Regions from separate parts of the Mus musculus genome. Here region 1 is linked to region 2. A link is a contact called in public HiChIP or PLAC-seq data. All regions are on one chromosome and are shown on one strand. The core of a region is the stretch at or near the end of the contact, and the rest is flanking DNA. Distances in the headings are between cores, read along the strand shown.

What was found. HiChIP or PLAC-seq counts read pairs in DNA pulled down with a chosen protein or histone mark.
Region 1: an H3K27ac HiChIP or PLAC-seq map of microglia shows a contact between it and region 2, with 6 times the contacts expected there. The contact joins two enhancer-like sites. A contact is called at or near these places in 1 of 484 Hi-C or Micro-C datasets (pre-megakaryocyte-erythroid progenitors) and 1 of 115 datasets of contacts at active chromatin or transcription factors (microglia).

Annotation. Positions count from the first base shown.
Region 1 is chr3:9,893,540-9,898,972 of GRCm38.p6, reverse strand. No RefSeq gene overlaps it. Among named protein-coding and RNA genes, the nearest start is that of Gm33273, 11 kb to the right of the region's middle. Within about 2 kb of position 3,047, at least 36 of the 459 cell types and tissues checked have an H3K27ac peak or open chromatin away from gene starts, as enhancers often do. A contact at or near this core is called in microglia, where this site is marked.
Region 2 is chr3:9,644,367-9,649,390 of GRCm38.p6, reverse strand. It overlaps Gm33169 (a long non-coding RNA gene), which reads left to right. Exons shown (of 6, transcript XR_878676.2): 6 at 1,238-1,779. Among named protein-coding and RNA genes, the nearest start is that of Gm33169, 16 kb to the left of the region's middle. Within about 2 kb of position 1,705, at least 54 of the 459 cell types and tissues checked have an H3K27ac peak or open chromatin away from gene starts, as enhancers often do. A contact at or near this core is called in microglia, where this site is marked.

The sequences.
Region 1 (5,433 bases), core at 1,798-4,297, 250 kb before region 2:
CTTTTGCATTTCTCAGAAGCAGTTAATATATATTTTTTATCTATTTCCCTTTTTTATCATCTAGGTCAAGCTGGCTTCTTTAGGGTCTTACCCACAAGATCACTCAGTTCTCTTATTTTGCCTGATTTATAGTTTTGTCATTCAACCAGACCTGCGTTGATATGAAATTTAAACTTTGATAAACACAGTGTGTTTTGAGGTCAAGAGCTGCAGTGATCCTTCACATCGATAAATGATCCTGACTGAACTTAGACCACGAGCCTAGACCACATCTTCAAAAAAAATAGTATTCTATCCTGAATTTAGGCATATGAGGCAGTGGTATGATTATAGTATGAAAATTTTAAGCTTATCCCCAACTAGTTTACAAGTAAATGAGACTCAGACTATGTTTATTTTATTTGGCTTTTACAATTACTGGGGGTCACCCTTAATCTACTCTTCTAACTGCAGGCCTGGCTACCTCCCCAGTGGTGTACTCCAGACACTAGCTGTTTCTCCTGGCCATGTGCTCATGGTTCCTCTCCCCTCATGGTAGATTCCTCCTACTCCTCCTTTTTCCTCTTTTCTCCCAGTCTTTCCCCCTCCAACCAGGTCACTCCTAACCCATCTACCTCTAATCCCTCCAGTAATTGGCTGTAGCCAATTTTATTTAACCAATAATTAAAAATCAAGGAACAAGGTTTGCACAACAAAAGCTTGCAAACCTGAGAAGTCACTCCTGGGCTTAGACCTTCTGGGTATAGAATTTAGCATTACACAGCAATAGACCAACACCTCAACTTATAATCGCTGTTCATATTTGCTTTCTTCAACATTAAAAACAAATTCAGAGGGGCTTTTTATTGTCAAGCTATACTAAGTCACCTTGGGTGAATATCTGCAAACTCTTAAATTATTCTGATGTATGTCTTTCCTCAATGAAACATCTAGCTGAAACCCACTTGTGCTTCATGTGGTAACAAGCACTTCAAACTACCATGGCTCAAACTAAGACAGACAGGGAATTGATGCTAGCATGCGTACATAGATACATCACAATAGCAAGAAAGCAAACAAATAGACAGACAGAAAGAATGGACGTTTAGTACAGGATGAGAAAAACCAATAGCTGACAGACTAGATAGAAACTTTATGTACAACATAAAGTCATGAGGACACATTCCTAACACAAAGGAAGAGCTATGAGGAAATGTGAGGTGAGCAGCTACTAAGATGAGAACTGTGGGTTTCAGCTAGATGTTTCATTGCAGGAAAGAAGACAGACCTCAGAATAATTTAAGAGCTTTCAATAAAAGGTTTTCCCTTTTATTGAAAATAAATTTTTTTCTCATACAATATACCCTGATTATAATATCCCCTCCCTCCTCTCCTCCCAGTTCCTTTCCACTTCTTCTCCCTTCTGGATCCACTCCCCTTTTTGTCTTTCATTAGGAAGAGACAGACTTCTAAGAGATAACAACAAAACGTAACAAAATGAAATGTAAGATAAATTTAAACATCCCATTGAAATTGAACAAGGAAAAGCCAACATCAGGAACAAGAGAAGGAACAAAAATCAGAGACGCCCTTGTGCACACACTCAGGAGTCCCATACAACTACTAAACTGAAAGCTATAATATATACACAGGAGACCCAGTTCAGACCCGCGGTGCAGAACCGCGTAGGCCCCGCACTGGCTGCTTCAGTTTCTGTGAGCTCATGTTTGCTTTGCTCAGTTGATTTAGAGAGCCTTGTTCTCCTGATCACCGTCGTTTCTGCTTCCTCTTCTGTGGAGTTCCCTGAGTCCTGAGGGAGGGATTTGATAGGGACATCCTATTTAAGGCTGAGTCTTCCAAGGCCTCACTCTCTGCATAACGCATGGCTGTGGTCTCTGTATTTGTTCCCATCTGCTGCAGAAGGAAGCTACTCTGACAAACATATCTGACAATGACACAGTTATGAGTTATTTTAACACTCTTTTAAAGACCAGTAGTGTTTTGTAAGCAGTGGATTCCAACCAGGCTGCAAGGCATCCTCTCAGCAGTGCTGACACTCGCCTCTGTCTTCTCCCCTCCCCTGCCCACTCTCCTAGCCTCTAGTGGACACCATCCTGCTCCGTTCTATAATAGAAAGTCTTTAAGGCTTGAAAAGTCCATGTGGACAAACTCAGAAGAGACTATGAGGAAGCAAACATGACCTCAGATTGTGGTCAGGTTGAGAAGATAACATGTTAATTGGTTTAACAAAAATAATTGAATTCTACTATGAAGGCATGCATTTAAGACAATAGGCAAGCACTTCTCAAAGCCTTCTACCCAAGACTAAGACTTGCTTCTCTCCAGAATGCCATCTACCGCTCAAGTGATGGGGAGATGACTTAGCCAGAAAAATACTTGCAGTGCAGGGTGAAGATCTGAGTTCCCCAACACTCACTCACCCCCACTCCTGAGTGAGGGAGTGTACGACTATAGTCACAGTGCTAGAGAGGCGAAGGAAGACAGCAGGCTCCCAGCTCTAAGAACAGCTGACCTAGGCAAACAACCAGCTGCTGTCTCAGTATGGGATCCCTGTCTCAGAAAGCCATGAAGAGAGCAACCTTCAGCACACACACGTGTGTATTCCCACTCACATGTACACACAGGCACGCCCACATGAAGATACAAACAACACATATAACACACACACACATACAATGTCAATTTTAAAAGAGAATTCTCTAACATTCTGCTATTTTCATGCTTAAGAAAATGTTATTATCGCCTATCTATTGAGTCTTCACGGCAAAAGCCAGCCCTTGTCTGTGATTAGTCACCCTCTTCATGTGTGCCTTCCCTTTTCAAAATAAGAGAATTTTCCAAAGTTGTACTTAAACTCCATAATCCATGAATTCTCTATTGCACTTAGGTTGAAAGTGTATAGAATCAGAGGGCAAGGCTGTATGATGTCTGCCACTTTCTGGACAGTGGCACAAAGGAAATGTCTGAGACGATTTCCGCCCAAAAGGCGGAAACTTCTCTGGTGGAGGGCGTACAGGAGACAGCCACCAGTGCATGCCCACACGCTGTGGCCTCAGAGTGCAATGGCAGATCTGAGAAGAGGAAATGCATAAACCCAATCCTCGATGCCCCCCAGAGGGCCGGTGAAGAACTTTGGACCCCACTTCCCCAGAGACTCTTAGCTGCTCTCCTGTGTTCTGTACAATTTATCCATTTTGAAAACTGCGCTAAACAACAAGCAATAATCACACCTACTCGGTGTTCTTTTCTGCCTTTGATTCAGTTTTCTCTCTCACTCTCTGTACCAGATTACCCAATAGAGCTAATCTGCTCTACTTAAAACAAAATACTATCCAGTACAACAGCTTGTATCCTCTACCATACCCTACAAGGCTACTCCTACTATCTGTCCCAAACAGTTCAACTAACCACACGCTAAATATTCAAATATGGAGGGCATTCTTATCCAACTGCCACAGGAGGTGGCTGGAGTTAGACGAGGTTAAACAAGTGGGGTTCTAGCACTTTACATTCATCTACTTCTTTTTCCTTATAGAAAGACAGCTAGGACATTCTCCCCACCTCTCTCTTTCTCCACTGTATATTTGCACCACAGAGAAGCCACCTGAACACGAAGTGATATGGTGGCTGCCCATAAACTAAAGAATGGGCCATCTGCATGGAACTCCCCTAGTTGTACAAGCTCCGTGAGTCTGTACAAGCCACGCAGCCCGTGGTAAAACGGCAGCCCCAGCAGACATCTCTCACCGACCTCTTTGCCTTGCTCTCTCTGTTCTCAGGATAATGGTGAGAAAGGTGCTGTTAAAAATGTAAATTACACGATATCATTTCCTCCTCTAAAATCCTAAGAACTTCATATCTTCCAAGAATTAAAATAAGGACCTTAAATGGTCCATATGCCTTGGACCCTGTGACATTGAAATCATCTTTGATACCTTTTACCGCCCTTTCCCACCACAGTGGCTCACTCTTCCTATTCTGTTCTCAAGATGTTTGGACACTCTGGCCCATTACTGGAATCCGCTTCCCTTCCCACCCTTGACCCGTGAAGATCTGTGCTCAGATGTCCACCGCGGCCCCAGCTAGCGCCAATGCCCTGTCCTCTACATACCACTTCCTGGCTCTTTCCTTTGGTTCGCCTTTCTCCTTGGTCACAACTAAGCTTTAAAACTCCTCACGTTAAATTTTTCCCTCAATTGAGAGCGCTTCGTTAGGCTAAAATTTGAATTCCATAAATTCCAATCGATCATTTCTAAAGGGACTTACATGACATGAAAGTTTGTTCCTTATTTATCTTGTCCTTTCTGTGCCACAACAACACCTGCTGCATGAGGACCAGAGTTCCTTTCCTGTGCTGTCTACGGCTGCTTCCCCTTCATTGCCCCCCCCCCAAATCCTTCACATGCTTCCTATTCATTCCGCATAAAGCGGTAACAACATGTGTGTAGTACCAGGAAGCATTCATGAACCCCACAAGACCAGTGAGCAGGCAATCCTACGCAATTCACAAGCTCGAGCTCGGGCTTAACTCACCGCTGACCTACAGGATGGTTTCAGTGGAGGAAAGCCCGAACTCTCATCCGGACAAGGTTTTATAGGAAATGACAAATGAGAGGTGAGTGTTTCTAGCCTGGCAAGCATCTAACTGGGGGACTACTGTGGCCTTTAGCATAATTGGCTGGTGCTGGGAGTCAAACCACAAACTTAACTTCTGTTTTCCTCCTAATTGGTGGTTGTTAGGCAGGGGCCGGCTTGCACCCTGGAGGTGCAGATTTGTTGGGCAGTAACCTGAAAACTGGTGTTAGACACAGGTCTTGTTGGGGGTAGCCTGGAAACTGGTGCTAGGTACAGGCCTGTTAGTTAACTTGAGTTCAACCTTAGGCAGGTTGTCTAAGATGGAGTCTGAACCCAAAGAAGTTGGTCTCTCAGTGTATGCTGAGGAGTCCGTATTACATTTGAAGACCAACCATCCTTGTCTTGTCTTTTATTTTATTTTATTTTATTTTATTTTATTTTATTTCAGTAGTCAATATTGCTGCCTTACTCCCCCTGGAATAATATCCATATAATGAGAATTCATGATTCAAAGTAGAGTCTTGCATGTGTTAAATAAATCAATGACTTAATAAATACACGTACGTTAAATTTAGTGTCTGAAATACTACCAACATGTTAATGCATATCATATACAATAATTGTATGCAATGTTTAATAGAATGTTAATAAAATTTACCAACTGCAAAGTGGGTTCCTAAACTCTGTTAACAGTTATTTCACTGGTTTTCTCAGTGTTACATAACCAAAATAAATGCAAAATAAACTGCATGCCCATCTATCTACCCTTCACATTTTCAAAGTTTACATTATTTGAAACAGCTTCATTAAGATAAAAGTTCAATTCTACATCACGTTAATGCTGTCTATAAAATTTTG
Region 2 (5,024 bases), core at 456-2,955:
AAGGCCCTTTCTTTGACAGAAAGGTGAAAAGGGAGAGGAACAGAGAGGTTGGGATGGATGCTGGAGGGCTCCTCAGCAGAAGTCAGAAGGAAGGGAGGAGAGTTACAGGACCATAACCCTGTAGTTGAAGGGCCACTGGAAATGAGTGCGTTGTGAAACTCGGGAGCAGCCAGGCCTCCCTGGGGTAGCCCTTGCCTATGATCCCAGCAGAGGTAGGAGGTTCAGAGGTTCAAGGTCACCCTCAACTATTCAGTAACTTCAAGGTTGGCCTGGGCTACAAGGACAGTATGTGCCTTTAATCCCAGCACTAGGGAGGCAGAGGCAGGCAGATTTCTGAGTTCGAGACCAGCCTGGTCTACAGAGTTAGTTCCAGGACAGCCAGGGCTATACAGAGAAACTCTGTCTCAAAAAACCAAAATAAATAAATAAATAAATAAATAAATAAATAAATAGGACAGTATGTAAACAAGCAAACCACTAATAAGTAAATAACTTTAAAAACAGCTCTGGGACTGAGCTCAGCGGTTAAGAGCACTGACTGCTCTTCCAGAGGTGCTGAGTTCAATTCCCAGCAACCACATGGTGGCTCACAATCATGTGTAATGGGATCTGACACCTTTATCTGGTGTGTCTGAAAACAGTTACAGTGTACTCATATACGTTAAAAAAATTTTTAATCTTAAAAAAAAAAAAAAGCAAACAACTCTGCAACAATCTGGGGACAGCAGCGGACTAGAGGGGCCGTAGAAAGCTGAGTGAGGATTAGAGCCATGTAAGATGTGAGAAGGAATAGAAGCGGCTCTCAGGAGGAGCCTGAGGACTGGGTGGGGGAGGGGAGCGTTCCCGGAGCTGCTGAGAGCAAGGGCCCCTAAGCACAGGCACACCCTGTTTGGTGACAGAGTTCCTTTGGTGACAAGCTTCTGGGGCATCCTGGTTTGTGCGTCCAGAAGCTTCATCAGGTGCAAGAACCTTTTTGGGAGAAAATGTATAAAATACGTTATTTAGGAAGAGCATCTTTAGAGTAAAAGAAATGGCAGCAAATTAAGGGTAACAAAAAGCTGAAAAACAGCACCTCTAGAAATGGTAATTTTCTTATAATTGTCAGTCAGCACGTAGCATTATTTATCTACATTTTCTCCATATCTTTTCTTTTTTAAAAATGAAAGTTATAGAATATAAAATTTACCATTTCAAAGTGTGCAGTCTAGTGTTTTTTTTTTTTTTCCTGTCTCCTCAGAAGGAAAACCCACATCCATTCCACAGTTACCCTGTTCCCCCACAAGCACCTCCTCACCGCCCATCCACTCCTGTCCGTGCGGGAGGGCTGAGCGGTCCCTCCTCTGGCGCGTGTGCACAGTGGTCCTTGTGAGTTTTCATGGTACTGTCTCTCCTTCTCTGGATGGACAGTCTCCATCACCCTACCTTCAAATCACCAATTATTCTACTTGATCAGATCTACTATTGAGTGTTTTCAGTGAGCTGTGAATTTCCGATATTATGCATATTAGCTCCGGAATGCTATTGGACTTAAAAACAAAAAAAACAATCTCTGTCTCATTATCAGTGCTCTGCACTTGAAAAGTCTGATGCCTTTCAACTTTCTAATGAAGAAACTGAATATTTTATTAGTTATTTTCCTGTAAAACTGTTGCTTAACCAGTAAAACAGAGCCAGCAGATATAGCACACTGCACAATTAAGATAACATTGTTCATGTGTCCCTATTCAACTAAAACACTTTCCTCCACACCCAGTAGCTCCAGCAGGATGGTCATTAAATATCTTGACCTAGATCCAGAAATAAAGGAAAGCAAGTTACAATATTATGTAAAGCTTCTAACAACGTTATCTGAGAAATACGTCATTTCTTAAAAACAGTTTTATCACAGATAATCCCATGAACTATGAATACAGGAGCCTAGAGCCAAGTCTAAAATAAAAGTGAGCCGAGCGGGCTGGAGAAATGACTCAGAGGCTAATGACACCTTCACCCTCTGTAACTTGTAACTTGTAGTGGTTTGAGTGAGCAATGGCTCCATGGGCGCAGGTACTTGAATGCTTGGTCCCTACGTGGTGCTGCTGTTTGGGGAGGTGGTCCAGCCTTGCTGGGGGAAGTATGCCTCTGGGGTAAGTTCTGAAGGGCTCACAAGCTTGTCCACTTCCTGTTCTCTCTGCTTGCTGTTGTGGTTTAAGATCTGGCCACTCAGCTGGCTGCTCCTATGGCCGGCTGCCATACCTTCCCTTTACTCTGGACTCTCCCTCTGGGAGCATAAACTCCTCCCTGTGCTCTCTTCATTATCAGATATTATCACAGCAAAGGAAAGTAACTAATATTCTGCTTTTAAGGAGGACACAAGTTCTTTTCCCAGCACCACGCTGCTATATTTACCACTGCCTGGAACTCCAGTTCCAAGGACGCATGCGCATGTGCACACAGACAACACACAAAGATAAACCTAATACAGGAACAAACTCTTAAATCTGGAGTGTTTTCTCTCATAGCAGTATGCAGTGTGAAGAAAGTTCCTTTGCCTAATGTTCTTATTTTCCGTCTTCTACCCCCACCAGTTGTAGGGCAGATTTGCTGGCACCGGCAGCTTTCAGTCCTCTGCAGGTTGTCTGTATTTCTCACGTACCTCTCCACTCCTTAGCTAAACCACTTCTTTTGTTTGTTTGTTTTTGTTTTTCGAGACAGGCTGTCCTGGAACTCACTCTCGAATTCAGAAATCCACCTGCCTCTGCCTGCCAAGTGCTGGGATTAAAGGCGTGCGCCACCACTGCCTGGCAGCCAAACCACTTCTAAAGGGTGCTTCATCATCAAGCCCCTCCAAACGAGCTCTGCTGCAAGCCCTGGATGTTTGGCACGTGTCTCCTGCATGCCCATTTCTCCAGAAAGAGAGCAGAGCTCAGTGGCAGCTTCCACTTCCCAAAGTCCCAAGTTTGTCTTGCTTTTCCAGGTTCTGAGCCAACTTCAGACAGACCACAGTCATTGTCTCTTAAAGTCTGCTATGCAAAGTGGGTCATTTACACTTTCTTTGTTATTGTTTTTCCAGGCAGGGTTTCTCTGTGTAGCCCTAGCTGTCCTTGAACTCACTTTGTAGACCAGGCTAGCCTCAAACTCACAGAGACACCGCTGCCTCTTCTTCCCTGGTACTGGGAGTAAAGGCATGGGCCACTGTCACCTGGCTCATTCCCAGATTTTAATATCATTTCCTGTGGAGATGAACCAGGGCACTCCCCCATATGTGCATGTGGTGGACCAAGTGCATGCTTGGTCCAAGGAGTGGTACTCTTAGGAGGTGTGGCCTTGTTGGAATAGCTGTAGCCTTGTTGAAGGAAGTGTGTCTTTGTGGATGTGGGCTTGAGACTCTCCTCCTAGCAGCTTGGAAAACAGTCTCTTCCTGACTGGCTTTGAATCAAGATGTAGAACCTCCAGCTTCTTCTTCAGCACTGTGTCTATGTGGATGCTGCCATGCCATGATGACAATGGACTGAACTTCTGAACTTGTAAGCCAGCCCCACGTAAATGTCCCTTATAAGAGTTGCCTTGGTCATGGTGTCTCTTCTCAGCAATGGAAACCCTAACTAAGACTGTGCGCCAACAAATGGTCAGCATCCTAAAGTCCAACCTTTTGATCAACTACCCAACACCTTGTGGGCTTTTCTAGTCAATCGTGGGGAGATGGGAAAAAATAAAGTAAAAGGAAGATCCATTCTACAAAGAGTTGGGAGGTAAAAAAACAAAACAAAACAAAACAAAAAACCACTCCTTACTTCATGAATATGTATGTAATATAGCTCATGCATAGTCATGAGAATAGCCTTAGAATCCTCAGCCCAGAACCTGCTGTAGTGTTTCCCTCTTTGGGTGCAGCCCACTCCAGTCTCTGAAGTGCTTGTTTACTTGGCTAAATAAACTGCTTAAACTGTCTCTTGATTGATAATTTCTTCAAGAATACACAGACCCCTGAAATAATGCGGTCAAGTTTCTCTCTGAATTCACATACTCCTGACCTCACAACATGAGTTCCGGCAGTATTCCCACTTAAATACCCCACTTCAGCAACTCTGTGGTGGACAGGCCTTGCTGGGCACCTAGCTTGTCTGTGGGTTATATTCCAAGGCTTGCTGGCCCCTCCTACTCTCTGCCATGAGCACAGGAACCTGGAAGATGGCCTGGCTCAGTATTTATTTTCCTAGGTCTGTATTCCTTCAATTAAATATATATATATATATTTTTTTTTCAATTGTTTATTTAAGATCTTTTCCAAGTGTCCAATCAGTCCTCAAAGACAGTCTGGTAATCCTATCCCGTAAATTAGACGCATCCCCCTTTGTTGCCTGGAGAGAGAGAGAGAGAGAGAGAGAGAGAGAGAGAGAGAGAGAGAGAGAGGCAGGCCTGTGTGTGGGTGTATGACTTTAATCCCAGTACTTGAAGGAGGCAGATCTCTGATTTTGAGGCCAGCATGGTCTACAGAGTGAATTCAAGAACAGCCAGGGCTAAACTATCTGTAAAACACACACATACACACAAAAAGAAAGGAAGGAAGTGGGGAGGGGGAGAGAGAGAGAGAGAGAGAGGAAGAGAGGAAGAGAGGAAGAGAGAAAGAAAGAAAGAAAGAAAGAAAGAAAGAAAGAAAGAAAGAAAGAAAGAAAGAAAGAAAGAAAAAGGAAGGAAGGAAGGAAGGAAGGAAGGAAGGAAGGAAAACTTCATTCACAAAGTCGTTAAATAAACAACAGCTAAAATCAGCAGCAGCAACAAGCCCTGGGAGAAGAGAAAAATTAAATCCCAGAGCTACCACCTTAGGATACTCAAACTTTTCTGTTTTCATCCAGTGGGTGCCTCCTGCTGGGGTTAAGGCAGGCATCACCCCCGCCAGGCTGCCAGTACATTTTCCACTGTCTGCACTCTTGGTCACGATGAGAGGATAACTCAGCAGATTTCCTTAGATGCCCGGAACTGAAACTATGACCAGTTTTTCACCCGGAAGCAGCCTGTGTGCTGAGGCCTGGCTGAACATCATC